Regions from separate parts of the Pogona vitticeps genome. Here region 2 is linked to region 1. The links are chromatin contacts, called in public Hi-C maps. All regions are on one chromosome and are shown on one strand. Each heading gives the region's core, a stretch centred on a gene start, on an enhancer-like site or on the middle of the called end of the contact. The rest is flanking DNA. Distances are from core to core; before and after follow the strand shown. Region 1 holds the start of CD40 (CD40 molecule). Region 2 holds the start of UBE2C (ubiquitin conjugating enzyme E2 C).

What was found. A called contact is a pair of places that touch in the nucleus more often than the background predicts.
Region 2: a Hi-C map of blood shows a contact between it and region 1, with 5 times the contacts expected there. The contact joins the promoter of UBE2C here to the promoter of CD40 in region 1. A contact is called at or near these places in 2 of 2 Hi-C or Micro-C datasets (blood and muscle).

Annotation. Positions count from the first base shown.
Region 1 is chr4:577,096-582,622 of PviZW2.1, forward strand. It overlaps CD40 (CD40 molecule), which reads right to left and starts at 2,814. Exons shown (of 9, transcript XM_020807036.3): 1 at 2,658-2,814; 2 at 788-881; 3 at 192-317; 4 at 1-93. The coding sequence starts at 2,717.
Region 2 is chr4:912,546-918,072 of PviZW2.1, forward strand. UBE2C (ubiquitin conjugating enzyme E2 C) reads right to left here and starts at 3,049. Exons shown (of 6, transcript XM_072996568.2): 1 at 2,745-3,049; 2 at 2,612-2,639; 3 at 2,065-2,151; 4 at 711-915. The coding sequence starts at 3,034.

The sequences.
Region 1 (5,527 bases), core at 1,564-4,063:
GGCACTCGGGACTGGAGCAATGGGTGCCATTACGGCACCGGCACTCGGCGTCCCTCGTGGCAGTCCCCGGGACGTGAAGCAGGAAGCCGGCATCTGGAAGGGGAAGAGAGGGCAATGAGGCTGGGGGCCAGCCCGCCCACCGTCACAGCTCCCCGCCCGTCACAAGCAGACCAGGTAGTCCCCTGGCTTACTCGGGTCACAGTAGGTGTGTGGCGTGCAGTGCTTCTCCTTGGTCCAGCCGGCCTGGAAGTGCTCAGTCTCGCATGGCTGACAAACGGTGTCGGACTCCCCGTCGCAGGGCGTTTTGACCTTCTGGCCTGGAAGACCGCATGGAAACCAGTGAGGCTGCCCTGCGGGCGGGGGAGTGCCCTGAAGGGGCTGGTCCCCCACAAGGTGCCTCTGGCCAAGGGCCCACTTTGGGACAGGCAGGAGGGAGAGACCTGCTGGGACCGGCTGGCCCTTCCACAGTCCCCCCCTGCCCCCGTCCAAGGAGGTGATGATCCCCAAGAGGTCAGAGGGGTGGGAGGGGGGGGACTCTTGCCCCAGCGGGCTCTTCTGGAGCTCTTTTTGGGTCACTGTCTTTGGTCAAGGTGGCGCAGCATCAGAGAGGAGCTTCCAGCAGCCAGCAGGGCAGCCCACGGGACCCGGGCGACCTGAGCAAGCCTGGAAGGGACTTTCTTCCTCCCCTGTGGGCCGCTCAGGAGTCACGCCCACAGAGAGGTGTTCTGCTCTCACACAAACAGGGCAGGGACCAGATGGATCCCGGAGTGCCAGGCTGGGTTCCTACCTGGCGGGCATCTGCTACAACACCAGTCCCCACTGGGCATTTGCTGCAGGTACTGCGTGGCGTTGCAGTTCGGCCCCTGCTCCAGAGCCAGGCACTGGGGGGGGGGGGAAGAGAGAGAGTGTTTGAGGGAGGGGTGGGGAGAAGTTTAGCACAGCCAGATCACCACAGCCTCCCTCCGCCATACAAACCGCAAAGCCACGGTAGAGCTGCGTCTGGGGCCCCCAACTTCCTTCCTGGGGTTTTGGGTGAGATGATAAGCAGGCGCTTATCTGGCACCATCTCGTTTTCTTCGGGGCTGTCCTTCTGCCTGAAGTGGAAGCACAGCCGTTCCCACCGGCCCCAGAATTCCGGCAAGGCTCTCCTCTGAATGGTCCCAAAGAGCCTGAAGACTCTCAGCACACATCCAGCTGGTGGCAGAAAGACCCCAGCCCTAATTCTGCAGCAGAGGCAGACCACGTGCTCAGGAACAACGGAAACTGTAGAGCAACACGGTGGTGATCTATCGGCTCTTCTGCACTGGGCGGCTGATACTACAAAGCAACCCTGAATTCTTGCCAGTGGTCCCTCTCTTTCCCTCTCTCTCCCCTCTTGCCTCTGACTCAAGCCCACCTCCCCCATCAGCTCACCTGCAGAGACCCCAGCGGAGCCCTTTGCAGGCTGGGTGGCAAAGGCTGGTCTAGGGAGACTGGGAGGCCAGAGAGCTCGCTGCAGGTGAAGGTGCGATGGGGAGGGGCCACCCCACCCCCACCCCCACCCCCACCCCCACGCTGGATTGGAGCTCTCAGCTGGGGACCTGTTGGGGGCGTTGCAGACGCCGACCATCCTGCCTGCTGTATGTCCAGCACGGAATCTCCTTTCTACCACAAGGAAACTCCCGAAGCCAAGAGACCAACAGACTCGCCCAAGGTCCCCTTAGGGGCCCATCAGCCCCCAATGCTTGGCACTGCTGTGGCTCCGAGAAATGGGGGAAAGGAACTTCTGAGGTTGGTTTGTTTGTTGAAGGCGCCTGAGTGGGGCAATCCTGACAGAGGCTCCAGAGGGGCCTTGGGGAGGCCAGGAGGTCACCTGAGGAAATGAAGAGGGTGGTTGGCTTGTCCGGTGCTTGGCTGGAGCTTCCCTTGGCAGCTGAACTCTGGAGCATGTCCTCTTCTCCACCCATTTACCCCCCCCCAAGTCGGCAAGGCAGCTGCAGGGGTACGGGGGGGGAGGAGGGGGGAGGGAGGGAGGGACAACCTCTGGGGCACCCTCTTGTGTAAGCCCAATTGTAGTTTGGGAGTGCCCGAACTGGACAGAGGGTCAAAACTCCTGTAGGTCTCAGACCTGTTTGTGAAAACTGGGAAAGACCCCCAGTGGAACCCAAACCGGGCCAGACAAGGGGGGGGGTGCAGCTCATTGAAGCAAGGGCGGGGGGTGGTGGTGGCTAGCCTTGCCTGCGATTAAAGAAGTCCCCGAAGGAGCAAGGGGGGCGGGGAAAGAGACCGGCAGGGGCTCTCCTGGATGGGGCTTCCGTCCGAGCGCTCAGCGCGCCTCTTCTCGGCCCCCCTCCCGGATTTGCCCGCACCTCCCTTCGCAGCTCGGACGTCGGGGCAGAGGTGGGGGATTCCTGGGCCCGAAAGAGGAACCAGAGCCCTTCGCGGGGGCGGGCGGCGCCTGGGGCGAGCGGCGGGGGGGGGAGGGAGAAGGCAGCGGGCGAGGCCCTCCAGCGGCGAGTCGGCTCTCCGGGAGGGGCCGCTTGCCCCGCGATCCCCTTTGAGCGCCGGCCGAGACCGCGAGGGGGGCGGCCGGGCCAGGCTGACCCCCGGGGGGCCGTCAGTCGAGGGGGGCCGCCCTCCCCCGCCCCAAGCCTCCGGGAATCGAAAGCAAAACTCACCGCGAGGAGGGCCCCGCTGCCCCACGCCGCCGCCAGCCAGATGGCCAACAGCCGCCCCATCGCCGCTTTCCCTACGGCCGGGCGCCGTCGGCGGCTCGCCTTATAGGCCGCGAGCGGAGGCGGGAAGGAGGGCGACGCGCCTAGTGGGGCGAGCAGCCAATCCAGCGGTGCAAAGCCCCTCCGAGGGGGCGGCCCGTGGTCAAGCCAGCCCCCCGGAGGCCGGGCTTAGGCGGGGCGCTTCGGCCCGCCCGCGATCGCGTGACAGGGCGAGCGGCGGCCGCGGCAGCAGGTAAGCAGCGGCGCGGATGCCTCTGAGCGTGGGCAGAGCGCCCTTCTGCCGCGCCTCTGGGAGTCTCCCCTCCTTTCCAGAGGGTTTCGGTTCTGGGCGGCCACAAAAACCCCTCCTTGGGCTTTGGGGGGCCGCTGGGGAGGTCTGCCCGCTCCCCCGAGGGCGGAGGCGCCGCCTGGACGGAACGCGCCCCGCTGGCTGGTCCTTCTCGGCGCCTTCGTCTCTCCCAGGGCAGGACAGGGCCTTTCCCGGCCGAGCTCCGGGTGCTCCTGGGAAGAGCCGCGCCTGGCTCCTCGGAGGAACTCCCCCCCCCCCGGCCTTGGCACTGCCTGGCCCTCGTGCGGGGCGGCGGGGCCTCCGCGGGACTCGCGGCCGTCGACGCGGGGCAGGGGCGGTTTCCAGAGCAGTCGCCCCGGCCGTCGGTCTCAGCAGGCGGTGGAATTAACGCGGGGCGGCGGTGGGCGGGGGGGGGGAGCCGGAGGGAAGGGGGCGGCGTGTCTTGGCCCCTTAGGGACTCCCGGGTGGCCTTCGGCGGGAGCCTTTTCGCCTCGGAGCCCGCTTTGTCCGGCCCCAGGAGCGCCAGCGCTCAGTCCCGGGCTTGTGAGGAGAGAGCGAGCGGTGGGGGGGGGGACTCCGGGTGCTTCCGTCAGTGAGCGGAGAGGCCCCCGCCTGGGGCAGCCGGAGCAAGTCCCGCGGATGGATGGCGAGCCGCTCGCTCAGGGTGTTCGGGAGCCCCAGGGAAGGGCGGCTTCCTCACGGCCCCATCGCGCCAAGTCTCCCCTAGGACGTGAAGGGGCCGAAGGCCTGCCGGTGGACCGTTTGAAGCGCGGGGGTCGGGGGGTCGGGGGGGCGCCGCCCGCGGTGCTTCTCTGCCGCGGGGGGGGGGAGGCGTGCCTCTGTTTCTGGCGAGGCCCCAAATAAGGGCTGGTCCCGCAGGGCAGCCAAGGAAGCAGGTGCGGCCCCAGGGGTGAAGCCAGGGATAAGGGGGCGGGGGGGGGGGCGCCGGCAAGAGACAGCTCCTCTCCTGGAAGCAGCCCCCAGGCCCCGCGGCATCTGCCCCAGAGACCGGCGCCTCTCCTCCCGCGCCGGGTCCGCTCCGGGGACCCCTCTGGCGGAGGAGCTGAGCACCGGCCCGCCGGCCCGAGATTCAAGAAAGACGAAAGGACCCTGCCAGCTCTCTCCCTGCGCTCTGGATTGCAGGCGAGGGGGGTATCCCGCCTGGCACCGCGGGTCCCCTTGTGCCCAAGGTCTGGGTGGAAGGCAGGCATGCTTTTTCCCATGGGGAGGTGAGCCTTGTCAGGCAGCCTCGGCCAGACAGGGCAGGAGGAGGCTGGAAGGCCCGGCCCGGCCCGGCTGCTTGGCAGGAGGCAGGCGTGCTTGCCAGCGCTCCTTCAGCCCAGGACCTAGGAGGGGCTACCTCCCGCTCTGCCTTTCTCATTCCCCCCCCACACACACACATGCACTCCAAAACAAGGATGGCCTCAGCTGATGAGGATTAGTCCGTGGCTGCTTGGGCTACCTCAGAAAGGGGGCTGGTTCTGGGACACCCCCCCCCCCCGTCGCCTGCGTCCTCCAGCTGTCCTTCCTCAGCCAGACTGGGCTCCCCCATTTGGAAGGCTGGCAGTCCCTTCCTCCTGCCTGCTGCAGCTCCTGCTTTTCACAGCCGCCACCCCCCTCCCCGCATCTGATTTCAGTATTTAAGCTCAGCTGGTCCTCGTAATTAGGCAGCTCAGAGAAAAGACACAGAAGGATTTCCCACTATACATTTTAATTGGCTTGGCTGGGTAAGAATATGATTAAGCAATTTTATATGTATGTGTAATAATATGTTTAGAGGCTAAGGAAGTAGTTTTCTTTAATATCTGTTAGCAACTTTGATTTTTTTTCTTTTAAAATAAGGCTTTTAAAGGCCTTTAAAGTCAAAACTTTAAAGTTAAAACTCATAAAGACAGGAGGGCCTGGCGTGCTCTGGTCCATGGGGTCACGAAGAGTCGGACACGACTTAACAATTAAACAACAACAGAGTACAGTAGTTGAATGACTAGATGGGCAAGATATAAATATAATAAATAAATAAACAACAAAAAGTTAAAACATGTGTTTTGATCTTTTATTGTACTTTTGTGCCTGTATTTTATATTCAGTTATGCTTACCACTTAAGTTCTAACACCTGAATCTTTTCATAAGTTGCAAAGATGTATTTTTAAGTATTTGTGCGTCATTTTTCTCACAACTGTAAGACTGTATTCAATATATTTTAAACTTTTCATGTGGCTCTGTGCATGTGGAACAGAAATGTAAAAACAGGCAAGCTAATGTTGTCTGAAATTGTTGTAGCAAAGACTGATTGATACTCAGGCAAATTTTGATGTGATTGTCTGTGATTGTTTTCTTTCTGAAATTATATAAGAACATCAGAAGAGCCCTGCTGGAAATAGGCCAAGGGCCCATCTAGTCCAGCTCCCTGTATCTCAGATGCCTCTGGGAGCACACGAGGCCACGAGAGACCCATCTCCTGATACCCCTTCCCCTTCCCCTGCATCTGTCATTTGGAGGTACCTTCCTTTGAAGCCTGGACAA
Region 2 (5,527 bases), core at 1,799-4,298, 340 kb after region 1:
GCAAGACCCCTCGAATCTCTAAGTGGGGGTGGGAGGGATCTAGAATGTGATGGCTAAACAAGTAGTGATGGGGACTGCTCACCATTTTGGCGACTTGTCCTGTTTCGTGATCCGCCAAAGTTGACGAAGCACGAAGCTCCCCCATGAACCGGTGAAGCACGAATTTATTTGGGGGGGGGGTTTAAACAGGAAAAAAACCTCCCCCCCGGTAATCGCTGGCCTCTGCAGCCATGGCCTGCAGTAAGGGACACTGGCTGCTCTTTTGCAAAGATGGCAGCTGCAGCTTCCTTTAGGGTAGGGAACCTGCTGTTTCCATCTTTGCAAAGGGCAGCCTAGCTATGGAGGCCAGCTGGAGGTGGTGGTCATGGTGGCAGCAGCTAAGATAGGAAAAGGAAGGGGGCGGGCGGGATAGCCTGTGGGGGTGGGTGGGTGCCTATTGGCCCACCAATCAGCTGATCAGCAGGCCCGTAGGCAGAAAGGGAAAGCCTACTAACGTTAAATATTCATCTCTTTGTATTCGTCCAGGTCTCTGGAACTGACCAATACAAAGGGACCAATAGTTCACGAACAGACGATTTCTCACGAATACCTCAATCCGTTTTTTTTTTCTTTGTCCCCATGTTTATAAACAAGCTCCGTCAAAGAGCCTGCCTTTGGGGCCTTGCCCGCCCTGAGCAGCCCCCTCCCCTCCGCAAGGGCTTCCGACCCACCTCCCAGCAGGCTCTGGATGGAGAGCAGGATGGTCCGGACGTCGTACAAGGCCGACCACTTGTCTTTGAGGATGTCCAGGCAGATGTTTCCCTGCAGGTCCACGTTGGGGTGGTAGCAGGGGGTGAGGAACTTGACGGTGGGCGCGTTGTAGGGGTACCCGCTGGGGAACTCCAGGGCCAGCTTGTACCTCAGGTCCTCGTACACCTGGCGTCAAGGAGGAGGAGGAGGAGAAGGGCATGAATCAGACCTGGTGGCCCCTGCCACCTCTCCCTTCCGCCCCCCCCACTACAGTACCATTCTTCCTCCCCCCCCGCTGGCCTCTCTTCCCACAGGCTGGACCTCCAACTTGTAATGCCCGCCACCCCATACGCACCTTGGGAGGGGAGCGAGTTAAGAAAAAGAGGCCTAAGCGATTTTTCTCTTGGGGGGCGGGTTGTGGAGCTGCACCCCCCCACACACACACTTGCAGACCCATCTCATGGGTTCATGCACAGGTAGTCTCAAGAACAGGCTACTGTAATGGCTCTAACGTGGGGCTTCCCTTGAGGCTGATCTAGAAGCTTCAGCCAGTCCGGAAGAGGGTGGCCAGGCTGTCGGGTGGGGTTAGCAAATGCCGGCGTCTAACCCCAACTCTGGTTTCCCGACACTGACGGCCGGCGTGCTTCCTGGCAAGCTTCCAAGTGAGATGGTTCCAGGAGGGACCTCAGGGTCTGGCAGAATGCCTTCTTCCAGTGCAAACTGCCCCCTCTTCGGGCCAGGTTGGGCGTCTGAGGCCCCGAGAGAGAGGAAACTAGGAACCGCGCTTTCTCGGGGGGTGTGTGTGTGTGTGTTTCACCCTGACTCTGGAACCAGCTACCTCCCAGATACTGCCTCCTGGTCCCCTTGCTGGCCACTTTTAAAAACAAGGCTGCTCTGACACGCATTTAATTCTGTTCCCCTCCATAGATTTCCGATGAAATCAGCAGCCAGCAAGACTATTGCTAGGTAGGGGGTTCTAATGGGATGGTAACCCTATTACAACACCAGCTTAAACTGCCTCCAGGGCGGGGGGGGGGGGACAGATAAACTAAGCCAGTTAAGCTTGCACTCCCACCTTCTGGGGGGGGCAAGGGGCCCCTTGGGGAGCTGACCCGCCACTGAGAAAGGGCTCCTGCGGTTCCCGGTGACTCCAGGACAACGACGACGACGACGGGGCGGGTCAAAAGGAGCCCCCCCCCAGGGCAGCCCGGGTCCCCGACGCCCTCCTCCCTTCTCTCCCCGCAAACTCCCCGGAAGGCAACACCCTCCCCCCCCCCGCTGCCCGCCCGGGTCCGGTCTCCGGCCAGGCAGCGTCCTTCCCCCGGCCCGACTCACCGTCCCGGCTGCTCCGATGATGGTCCCGATCCACTTGAAGAGGTTGTCGGACTCCGGGAAGGCCGAGATGCCTTTGTCGCCGGACATCTGCGGGGTTGGGGGGCAAGAGGGAGGGAGGGAAGGCGGTCAGGAGGGGAGGCCACAGGGAGGGAGGGAGGCCGGCCGGCAGCCCGCCCCGTCCGGGCAAAGAAGGGTGCCTCCCGGCCGGGCCCCGATCCCTGGGCGAGCACGCGCCTCCGCCTGGCTTGCCGAGGACGAGCAGCAGCGGCGGAGCGATAGACGGCGGGCGGGGGGGGGGGGCGGGCGAACGGCGGCCCTTAACCCAGCGGGACCGACCCCTCCCTCCCTGCTCCGTCTTTCTGGCTGCTTCGGAGCCCCCCCCCACCGGCCAGGCACAGCCGTCCCGCCTGTTTCCCCCCCCCCCCACAAACACACACCCGGGGGCTCTGCCGGCGGAGGGCTCGTGAGGGAGAGGGGGACCCGGCGGCTGCAACCCCCCCTCTCCCCCTCCCCCCTCCTGCGCCCCCCCCTCGGCCACCCCACTCACCATCAGCGCCACCAGCTCCTGCTGCAGCCTGTGGAGCACAGACGGGGCCAAGGGTTAGCGGGCGCTCTGCACGCGCCCAGGGGCGCCCTCGCCCTCCGCCCCCGCTCTCCCTCCCTCCCTCCCACCCACCGACCTGCTGCGGACGGAGCCTCGGGCGCCGCTGCTGCCGGGCTCGGCCGCCTTCCTGGAGACTCGGGCGGCGCTGGCGCCGGGGTCGGTGTTCTGCGAGGAGGCCATGGCCGGCCCGTCCGTCGCCTCAGACTCTTGCCCGCCGCTCGCCGGGCTGCCCGGTTTGAATGTTGCAAAGCCGCGCCCGGCCAGCCAATCAGCGCCGCGCTCGCGTTCGATCCGCCCAATGGGGGCCCGCCGGCACTGCGGGCTCCCTAGGTCCCGGCGGCCCTCGCGGGCGCGGAGGGAACCCATTGGCTGCCCCTGCGCGGGTGGGCGGGGCCCCTTTAAAGGGGCCTTGGCGTCACACAAACCGCCGCCTCTGCGCCCCGGAGGGCCTGTTGGACCACAACTCCCAGAATGCCTCGGTCAGCCAGGCCGCTGGGCGTGGTGCCCTTAAAGGTCCTGGGAGTTGTAGTCCTCAAAACAAAAAACAAAAAAAAAAGAGAGAGACGATCTGCCTAGTAGTGGCCACATCGCCCTTCCTGGCCAGAAGGTCGCCGAGGCCTCACGTTGACCCCCCCCACAGGCCAAAGGTGGATGACCTCTACCTCCCCTCCCCCACGCACACCCCCTAAATCCCTCTATCTATGAGGTCCTCCCGGTGGGCCTCCATGGCCTCCCCAAAAGGCCCCGCCCGTCCGCAGCCCAGCTGAGCTCCGGCCAAGGCCAAGCCTGGGGTTTCCTTTAGGGAGTCCGCCCGTCTCATATCTCGCCTTCCTCTTCTCCTGCTGCTTCCTGCCCTCAAGACCGTTCAAGCCTTGGGCTGCTTTCTGCCAGCAAGACGGTGTCGCCCGCCTGCCTGAAATGCCTGGAATGCCTGAGATATGTTCGGTGGTTGCGGGTTTTCCGTCTTCTGGAGGTGGTTCTTCCTGACGTTTCGCCAGTCACGGCATGGAGGACACGGTGGCGGCGCCTCAAGGGGGGGGGGTAGAAATCAGAGTTTTTCCGGGGCTGAACGAGTCCCACCTCCCCGGCTGTATCGCCATGACATCCAAGAAAGGGAGCTGGCCCTCTTATTTCTTTTTCCAGGGTGAATTGTATATTGATGGTTGAGAAATTCTTCCAGTTTTCCTTCACCGTTGTGTCCAAATTGCGAAGGTGTCATCCACGTATTGGAACCAGACTGTGGGTGCGAAGGGCACCGAAGCCAGGGCCTGTTTTTCAAAATGCTCCATGTAGACATTTGCTATAACCGGGCTGAGGGGGCTCCCCGTGGCCACTCCCATCTGTCTGTTCATAGAATTCATCATCCCACTGGAAATAGCTGGTCGTTAGGCAATGTCGGAAGAGGGCCTTGATGTCTGCTGGATGAGTGTCAGGGTGTCCTTTATCGGCACCTTGGTGAACAGGGATGCTACGTCAAAGCTGATCAGTCTGTCCCCGGGGTTGAGTTTTAGGGTGCTGATCTTGCTTAGGAAATGTCCTGAGTCTTTGAGGTAGGAGGAGGTTTGTCCAACGTGGGTCTGTAGGAGGGTGGCTCGGTGTTTCGCTAATTCATTGATGTCTGATGCTTCTTGCGCCCATTCCCACTCCTCCTTCCTTTGAATTTAGTCTGGACTTATGTTCTGCATATGGATTGAACAGAAGCTAGCAGATATTTGTAACATGACCTGAAGCGTCTCTTCTGAATCCAGTTTGTACTTGTTGTTTATGGGCAGAGTTAGGTCAGCATAGATACCTGGGCAGTCAGTCCCAATGCAGACCCATAAAAATATATGAAGCAGTTAAAATAAAATAACCCCCCCCCCAAAAAAACCCTGACTTTACTTAGAAAGTTACATTTAAGACAGAAAAGGATACAGTAAATCCGATTTCTACTGTAAACGGAGGTGTGTCTCAGGGTGGCACACGATCGAAGGAGAGAACCCATAGGGTCTCGTGAGCTGCACAGTCCAAAGCTTTGCTGTAGTCTATAAAGCACTGACTGATCGTCTTCAGGATTTTTTTCGTACCTCCCAGCAGCCTGCGGGTATTTGCAATAGGATCTAGCGTGCCTCTTCCTTTTCAGAATCCATCTTGAAAATCAGGCATTTCTGGTAAAAGCCTTTGTTGCAACACCTTGAGCATTACTTTGTTTGGATGGGAAATTACAGCAATGGTCTTAGAGTTATACTTCACTTCTTGGCATCTCTTTTCTGGGGGACTGGAACTGATAGGGAATTTTTCCAGTCCGTGGGCCATTGTTTGGTTTTTTTGTATTTGCTGATAAAAGGTACCAAGATTAATCAATGAAGGATCCAGGACTAATTCCTGGATTTTTGCCTGTCTCTAACACATTAATTCATCAGCCAGAGACAGAGAGATCCAATACATATGTATTTGTTTATTTTCAGTGGAAAGTAAGCAAAATAAGGCAAACTCTACTCACAGGAAAAGCATGAGAGGGAGAAAGCACCCCACAGACCAAGGTATAGATTTTTATAAGTTCAACATGAAAAGGAGGAGGCAAAGGAGAAGGAGGAGAAAAAGAGGGACTGCAGGCGCCTGGGCAACAGGCTATATCATTCATTTTTCCCTGGCCGGTGTAAGACACTCAGAGTTCTCCAAGGTCAGACTTCTCATTTTTTTGTTGTTCAGCTGTTCAGTCGTGTCTGACTCTTTGTGACCCCATGGACCAGAGCATGCCAGGCCTTCCTGTCTCCCACTGCCTCCTGGAGTTAGAAATACCTTAATTGTAAATCGGAAGAAACTTTGATGGGCACCCTCTCCTCCTCCTCCTCCCTTGTGCATTCTTGCCTGCCTAGG